2 separate regions of the Pan troglodytes genome follow, and region 1 is linked to region 2. A link is a contact called in public Hi-C data. All regions are on one chromosome and are shown on one strand. Each heading gives the region's core, a stretch centred on a gene start, on an enhancer-like site or on the middle of the called end of the contact. The rest is flanking DNA. Distances are from core to core; before and after follow the strand shown. Region 1 holds the start of LOC107970015 (peptidyl-prolyl cis-trans isomerase A-like). Region 2 has its middle 22 kb from the start of MANBAL.

Evidence for each region. A called contact is a pair of places that touch in the nucleus more often than the background predicts.
Region 1: a Hi-C map of stem cell-derived neural progenitor cells shows a contact between it and region 2, with 9 times the contacts expected there. The contact joins the promoter of LOC107970015 here to the enhancer-like site in region 2. A contact is called at or near these places in 5 of 7 Hi-C or Micro-C datasets (blood, induced pluripotent stem cells, a lymphoblastoid cell line and 1 more), 1 of 1 datasets of contacts at active chromatin or transcription factors (stem cell-derived excitatory neurons) and 1 of 1 other capture datasets (stem cell-derived neural stem cells).

Annotation. Positions count from the first base shown.
Region 1 is chr21:43,764,945-43,769,003 of NHGRI_mPanTro3-v2.0_pri, reverse strand. LOC107970015 (peptidyl-prolyl cis-trans isomerase A-like) reads right to left here and starts at 2,674. Exons shown (of 1, transcript XM_054674768.2): 1 at 1-2,674. The coding sequence starts at 801. The coding sequence ends at 304. It overlaps BLCAP (BLCAP apoptosis inducing factor), which reads left to right and starts at 2,938. Exons shown (of 2, transcript XM_530289.9): 1 at 2,938-3,048.
Region 2 is chr21:43,503,568-43,507,625 of NHGRI_mPanTro3-v2.0_pri, reverse strand. No RefSeq gene overlaps it. Among named protein-coding and RNA genes, the nearest start is that of MANBAL, 22 kb to the left of the region's middle. Within about 2 kb of position 1,330, at least 14 of the 24 cell types and tissues checked have an H3K27ac peak or open chromatin away from gene starts, as enhancers often do. A contact at or near this core is called in induced pluripotent stem cells, stem cell-derived excitatory neurons, stem cell-derived neural progenitor cells and 1 more, where this site is marked.

The sequences.
Region 1 (4,059 bases), core at 1,425-3,924, 260 kb before region 2:
GTAGATACTGGTTTTCCAAAGTGGCTGTACCAATTTCCTCTGCCGTCAGCAGTGCAAGAATTTGTTGCTCCACAGCCTCTCAACATTCAGCTCTCTTTTTCTTTTTTTGTTAGTTTTTATTTCATAATCATAAACTCTGCAATCCACCTGGGCATGGAAGGGAACAAGGAAAACATGAAACCCAAAGGGAACTGCAGCGAGAGCACAAAGATTCTAGGATACTGGGAGCAAATGGGGTGGAAGGGTGCTCTCCTGAGCTACAGAAGGAATGGTCTGGTGGTGAAGACAAAACACAAGTCAAACTTATTGGAGTTGTCTACAGTCAGCAGTGGTGATCTTCTTGCTGGTCTTGCCATTCCTGGACCCAAAGCGCTCCATGGCCTCCACGATCTTCATGCCTTCTTTCACCTTGCCAAAGACTACATGCTTGCCATCCAACCACTCAGTCTTGGCAGTGCAGATGACAAACTGGGAACCGTTTGTGTTGGGTCCAGCATTTACCACGGACAAGATGCCAGGACCTGTATGCTTTAGGATGAAGTTCTCATCATCAGATTTCTCCCCACAGATGGACTTGCCACCAGTGCCATTATGGCATGTGAAGTCACCACCCTGACATATAAATCCTGGAATAATTCTGTGAAAGCAGGAAACCTTATAACCAAATCCTTTCTCTCCAGTGCTCACAGCACGAAAGTTTTCTGCTGTCTTTGGAATCTTGTCTGCAAATAGCTCGAAGGAGTAGGGGCCTAAGGGCGTGTCATCGACAGTGATGTCAAAGAACAAGGTGGGGCTGACCATGGCTGATAGTATGGGGATCCCAGCGGCATCTGCAAAGCCAGCTCTCTCTTTTTCTAAACAAGAGCTTCCACTACAAGACTCCTCTTGTCATTCAGTGTTGGATACTGGGTGTGGCTGCCATGGATGCATTGATCCTTTAGCCTGTAAGCAGCAGGATGGTGGGAGGCCACATTCAGGCCTGTTTTGAGTCTCAGCTGGAGGAGAAATGGACATCTCCTTGCTTTGGATGTGACCTCAGGAACTGGATAGCCATCTTGTGGCCATGAGCATAAACCAGCACAAGGACAGAAGATAAAATGAACCTCAGTCCTTGATGACACTGCCTAGCCACTGAGTGGCAGGCTACTTATTTTTTTAAGCCACCTGATGTAGTTGTGTGTTTAACTTGCAACATAAAAGATACAGTCCACCAACCTTCTTTATTCCCAAACCCCAACGGCTCCATTTCTGTTCTCTACAGCATCAGCCCCACTGAGCACTCCCTCCTTCCTGAAACCTCCTCTCTAGGACCCACACTCACTTGGTCCTCTTTCTACCCCACTGGCCACTGCTTCTTAGTCTCCTTTCCTGGATCCTCCTCTTCTTTTCTCTCCACCTTCTTTCACTTGCGTTCTCACCCAGCACCATGACCTTTGTATTGATGGCCCCCAGATATGTATCTCCTGCCCCAGCCTCCGTTCGCAGCTCCTGTGTCACATAAACCTGCCTACTCACCCTCTCTGCCTGCATGTTGCCCCGACATTTCAAACTTAACTTCTCAAAGCCGAACTTGATCTTCCCCCTCAGTCCGTTCCTCCTTCAGGCTTTATTGTCTTGGTCAAGGAATCTTTTACCCTTTCATTTACTCAAGGCTAAAACCTAGCGAGGAGTTATTGCCAATGCCTCCACATCCACCCACGTCCAATCTTCCACCCTTCCCTTCACCTCCCCAAGCCACCGCCCTGTCTGAGTCAGCATTGGCTTTTGTCTGGAAAGCTGCAACCACCTTCTAACTGGTCTGCCTACACCCACTCCTGAGTGCTTTCCAAGCCATGCGGCCTGGGTGGCCTTTCAGAAATCCAAATTTGCTATCCTTTTCCTGATGAAAATGGCTTCCCCTGACTCTCAAGAGAAAAGCCAAATTCAGTATGTAGCTGACCTGTTTTCTTCTGTGCTCACCTCACCCCAACTCTGCCGCTTCCCAGCTCCAGATCTGGGACAAATGTTCTTTCTGCCTAGAACATTTCCCCTCTCACTCTTACCCTAATCGCCCTTTGTTTCTCAACCTAAATGCCATCTTCCCAAGGAGGTTCCACCCTTTCCCTACATTAGTACTCCATTAATTTCTCCTAACACTCTCTACTTCTTCTCACAGCACTTCCCATGATGTGTAATCACGTATTGATTAAAGTCACTAATATACAGTGATTATATGACTGTCTCCCCGCCTACCCGCCATTAGACTGGCAGCGCCTTGAGGTCAGGGACACACCCAGGTTACCGACTCTACCTGCCCTTAGCACTGCGCTTGGGTACAGTAAGCGCCCAAGGAATATGCTTAATTAGCTAATAAATGACTACACGGACTCATTCAAGCCTCATAAAAGCCCTAAGGTGGGCATTTCAACAGAAGCCGGGTCGGGGTGGGCGAGGGGCTCGCTGGCCCAAGGTACGGGGCAAGTGGGGGAGCCGAGGCCTGACCCAAGGCAGTCCCAAGTTCTGAGCCCGGACCTTTCAGCTCCTGAGCCTTGGCTGCATGATGAAACGCTAGGGAGGGGGTGGACTTTGAGCCACGAGAAGGTTTTCCCGGAGTCCACGGACCATCCACGCGGGCAAGAACGAAGCGGGTTCACCAACAGGAACACAACCCGGCCCGCCCCGCGCTCACGGAGTAAGGATCACAATCTGCTGCATATGCATAAGGACACCCGGCCGCGCTTCGGGGATGTCCACACTGCGCCTGATAAAAATTATTCGGGCTTGAGGACCTCGGGGCTCCCAGAGTTTTGTAAAAGTGCGCACAAAGTCCTCAAAGGTGGTCTGTGGCGGATATTTACGGGAAATGGGGCGAGGGTGAGCCCCCTGTTCGGGCCGTGTGATCAGGCGTTTGCGGTAGACAGCCCGATCCCAGGATGGGTCCTCGGCCGGCTCGACTAGAAGACTAAGGGGGCGTCTCCCTGGCTTCCTGCGGCGTCGGTGGCGAGCTGAGGTGGAGGCAGGCTGCGGCAGACGGCGACAGTGGCGGCGGCGCCATGGCAGGGCTTGCAGGTACCGTGGCGTCAACCTGCTTGGGGCGGGATGAGAGGCCCTCCATGCGGCCGCGCCGCCATATTGTCCCTTCTGGGTCACCTTAGGCGTCGCCGGGTCCCCGTCACTGGGGTTTTCCTTCCGCATACCCCGGGAAGGCAGGGCGCCCCTGTCCGGCTTCAGGTGATTGCCGTGATTGGACCTAGCCTGGGCCTTGGGGGGTCCCTTCCCAGCCCGGAGGTGGGTCATAGTACTCCTGGGTGCTGGCTCTGGCCTTGTCCAAGGTCAGCGCCCTTGCAGGATGAGACAGGCAGAGCCGGGGGCACGGGGCTGGGAGCGCGACCACCATCTCTGCGGCCCCGGGTTCCACGGCAGGGTGCCCAGCTTGTGAGAGGCCTGTCACTCTGTCCCCATCAGTTTAGTTGCGTTGCTTTAGTTGCTTTTTTGTGGGGGGGGAGGTGGGGGGACGTGGGGGGGAGGGGAGAGAGGGTCTCCTGAGGCTCCGCTTCGGTGTCTGGGGTGATAGGCTGACGCTCTGCTAAGAGTCGCGGGCGCTTCTTACTCCCTCCAACTTTACATCAAGGGTGGACATCCCTTCCCTTTCCTTCTATAGACGTGGGGAGTGGCCCTCAAGGGCAGCTGAAGGAACGGAATGCCTGGCGCACTAATGGCCTGGAAAGGAAGCATGGGGGATGGGGGACAGTTGTTTTTTCCTTCCCCTTTCCAAATCTCCTTTAGTTTCCTTCCAGGCCTCCGTGTCCCATTTCATCGCCGAATGTTGGGAGATTGGGGTCTGTCCTCGGAAAGAAACAGCCTTTCTGTTTATAGGTTTGGATCGTCTATCCCTTTCAGGGAACTGGTGTGTTGGGGACGGCTTCTCTGCCCTGCCTGACATGGTCCAGTCATCCCGTCAGCCTTCTGGACGGCAACACCAAAGCTGGGACCAAAAAAAAGTTCCAGCTTAAGTGCTAATGCCAAGTGTTAGATCTTGTTTGCTTGTTTGTTTTAAATCAGAGACTAATTAATGTCAAG
Region 2 (4,058 bases), core at 81-2,580:
GTTACCCGAGGATCAGCTGGGGACAGCCTCCTATGCAGCAGGCTTGGCACCTGCACCAAATCTACCAACTCAAAAAACAACCTGGTTAGTGTGCCTAATTGACTTGTGGCAGGCCCAAAGATTCCAAGCAAGGTGAATGTTTAAAATACTCACGGGCCAGGTGCAGTGGCTCACGCCTGTAATCCCAGCGCTTTGGGAGGCCAAGGCAGGCAAATCACTTGAGGTCAGGAGTTCAAGACCAGCCTGGCCAACATGGTGAAACCCTGTCTCTACTAAAAATACAAAAATTAGCTGGACATGGTGGCTTGTGCCCATAGTCTCAGCTACTTGGGAGGCTGAGGCAGGATAATTGCTTGAACCTGGAAGGCGGAGGTTACAGTGGGCAGAGATCACGCCACTGCACTCCAGCCTGGGTGACAGAACGAGACTGTCTTAAAAAAAAAAAAAATTAGTGCCGGGTGCGGTGGCTCATGCCTGTAATCCCAGCACTTTGGGAGGGTGGGTGGATCACCTGAGGTTGGGAGTTCGAGACCAGCCTGGCCAACATGGTGAAATCCCATCTCTACTAAAAACACAAAATTAGTCTGGCATGGTGGTGCATGCCTGCAATCCCAGCTACTGGGGAGGCTGAGGCAAGAGAATCGCTTGAACTCGGGAGGTGGAGGTTGCTGTGAGCTGAGATCATGCCATTGCACTCCAGCCTGGGCAACAAGAGCTAAACTCCATCTCAAAAGAAAAAAAAATTAAAATACTCGTGGGAGTAACATTTCCAAGGAACCCAGAGTTGCTTCATTGATTTGCTAAGTACAATCAACCTCATCTCTTCATTAAACGAGCTCTTCTAATGACTTTCCCAGATGCAGACTTTTTGAGAAAGAAATGAAGCTCTGAGCTGCCATCCAATCACAGGCCCTTCTGTTTGGGTAGGACCCTGTGAAGCAGGGGAAAGGACCACATCATCTCCATTTTACAGAAGAGGAAACTGACACTCAGGGAGGTTAAGTGACTTTGCCTGAAGCCACCTAGCAAGCCCACACCACTTAAACCTGGTCTCCTCTGACACAGTACCCGGGAGCACTCAGACACCTGCTGCTGCTGATGCCACAAAAACAGGCCTAGAAGGGCAAGTGGGGAGGGTCAAGAGAATCTGGGAGTCTGGGGTCCAGGCCTCTGGATCCTTGCACAGTGGCCTTGGACTGGGAACACTGCCATCAACCACGGAGGGGGATGAAAGCAGCTTTTACAAAGCAGGGTCTGAGGTCCTCAGACAGGCCCCCTTTGTGGACTTCCTTTCCCTCCCCACCCCCATGCCGGCTGCCAGTAGCATCGCCCTCATTGAATGGCTGGCTTGCACACACTGGAAATTTGCAACACAAATGCACGGCTTGTCTCCCTCTCCACAGAGCCTCACTGCCCCAGACTTTTGGGGCCTTTTAAAATCTGCCTTTCTCTGGGGTACTTTCTTTCTTCAGCTCAAGCCCCCAGCCCTAGATGCAGCCACAATCACTAATTAACGCTGGGTTAAAACACGTCCTGGGAAAGTGAGCTGGGCGGCCACCGAGGCATTCTCATCATCACTCGGAGGACAAGGACAAGGCGGTGGTGGGAATCGGTGGAAGGGGCTGGGTTTTCATTCTCCGGGTTCTTTCTGGCTCCCCATCCTCCCCCACCCCCCGCCCCACTATGCTCTTTCTCAGTGGGTTTGAGAATTTACTGCAAATAAAGCCTGTCACCAAGATGGCTCCCAGCCCTCCCCGCCACCAGGCTGCCACCAAGCTGCCCGTTTTTTCAGAGCTCAGCTCTGAAAAACTACAATAACTGCTACCATTTGCCAAGACACTTACATATCAGACACCAACATGCATATTTCTTTTTCTTTCTTTCTTTTTGTGGAGACGGGGGTCTCACTGTGTTGCCCAAGCTGGTCTCGAACTCCTGGGCTCAAGCAACCTGCCTGCCTCTGCCTCCCAGTGTTGGGATTACAGGTGTGAGCCACCGCATCCGGCCAAGCATATTTCTGGTTCTCACAACAACCTGGAGTGGTAGTTCTTATCACCTCCATTGTACAGATGTAGTAACTGAGGCTCAGAGCGATTAAGGGATTGACCTTGCCTAGAATCTCACATGGGGCAAATGGCAGAGTTGGTTTCAAATCCAAACCCATTTGCCCCCTAAACCTGTGCTCCCATTTTAAGCTTCTCCCTACTCCTGTCTGACGATGAACTCCTGGGTTTACATGACTTCTCCCTTCTCTCGATTCTTGGAACATTTACACTGATACTGTGTCCCTCTCTGCATTTATACTGATACTGTATCCCTCTCTGGATCTACCTGCCCAGGGTAATGATTCAGCTTCCTCCTGTAGCTCTTTGAAGACAAGCACTGTGTCCAAACACTCTGCGTTCCTCATAGCACCCAGAAGATGCTATGCAGAGGGGAGAGAGCCACCCCACTCCCCTAACTGCAGAAAAGGGACCAAGCACCTCGGAGATGGACAGCTAATCCAGCAAGCTCTACGTGGGCCTAATTAGTTGCTTAAGAGGGGTTTGTGGGATGAGGAAATAAATGCTCATTTAAGAAATTCGGGGGCAGACCCCCATCGCTGCTGGGGGGAAAGTCAATGGTACAGCCATTGTGGAAAAGACTGGCAGTTTCTTAAAAAGCTAAACCCTCATTATATGACCCAGTGATTCCCCTCCTAGGTACCCACCCAAGATTAATGAAAACATGTTCACACAAGGTCTCCTACTGAAATATTCATAGCAGTTCAGGCAGGGTGACTCACACCTGTAATCTCAACACTTTGGGAGGCCGAGGTGGGAGGATCACTTGAACCCAAGAGTTTGATAGAGAGAGACCCTGGGCAATATAGAGAGACCCCATTGCTACAAAAAAATTTTTTTTAATTAGCTGGGCGCAGCGGATCACACCTGTGGTCCCAGCTACTCAGGAGGCTGAGGTGGGAGGATCACTTGAGCACAGGAAGTCAAGGCTGCAGCGAGCTGAGATTGTGCCACTGCACTCCAGCCTATGTGACAGCAAGACCCTGTCTCAAAAAAAAAAAGTTCGTAGCAGCATAATTCATAGTAGCCCCAAATTGGAATCAACCCAAATGTCCATCAAGGTGAATGGGTAAACAAACAGTCATACATCCATACAATGGAATAAAAAGGAACAAACTATTAATACCTGGATCAACATGGATGAAGGTCAAACATTATGCTGAGTGAAAGAAGCCTGACACCAAAAAGTGCGTATTTTATTTGATTTATTATGATTTACTCATCATATAAAAGATTCCATTTATAGGAATTTCCTACCAAGGAAAAACTGTAAGACAGCAGATTAGGGGTTGCCTAGGGCAGGGGGCAAGAGTGGAGACTGAGAGCAAATGGGCTAGAGGGAATTTTTGGAGGGACAGAAGCATTCCAAAACAGGATTGTGGCAATGGTGGCACCACCGTATAAATGTATGAAAGCTCATGGAGCCATAGACTTAAAACCAGTGAGCTTTATGATATGTGAACTCTTTTTTGTTTGTTTTTTAGATGGAGTCTCCCTCTGTTGCCCAAGATGGAGCACAGTGGCGCGATCTTGGCTCCCTGCAACCTCCACCTCCCTGGTTCAAGCAATTCCCCTGCCTCAGCCTCCCGAGTAGCTGGGATTACAGGCGCATGCCACCACGCCCGCCTAATTTTTTTGTATTTTTAGTAGAGACAGGGTCTCACCATGTTGGCCAGATTGGTCTCGAACTCCTGACCTCAGGCAATCCGCCTGCCTCGGCCTCCCAAAGTGCTGAGATTACAGGTGTAAGCCACCACGCCCGGCCAAACTGTTGAAGTTCTTTAAAAAAAAAAAAAAAAAAAAAAATTAGAACTGGTAGGCCCAGGAAGGGCCTTAGTGTGGGGCAAACAAATTGGAAATCAGAAAACTTTTTTTCCTTTTTTTTTCAATAGAGACAAGGTGTCACTCCATCGCCCAGGCTGGAGTACGGAGGCACGAACATAGCTCACTGCAGCCTCCAACTCCTGGGCTCAAGTGATCCTCCTGCCTCAGCCT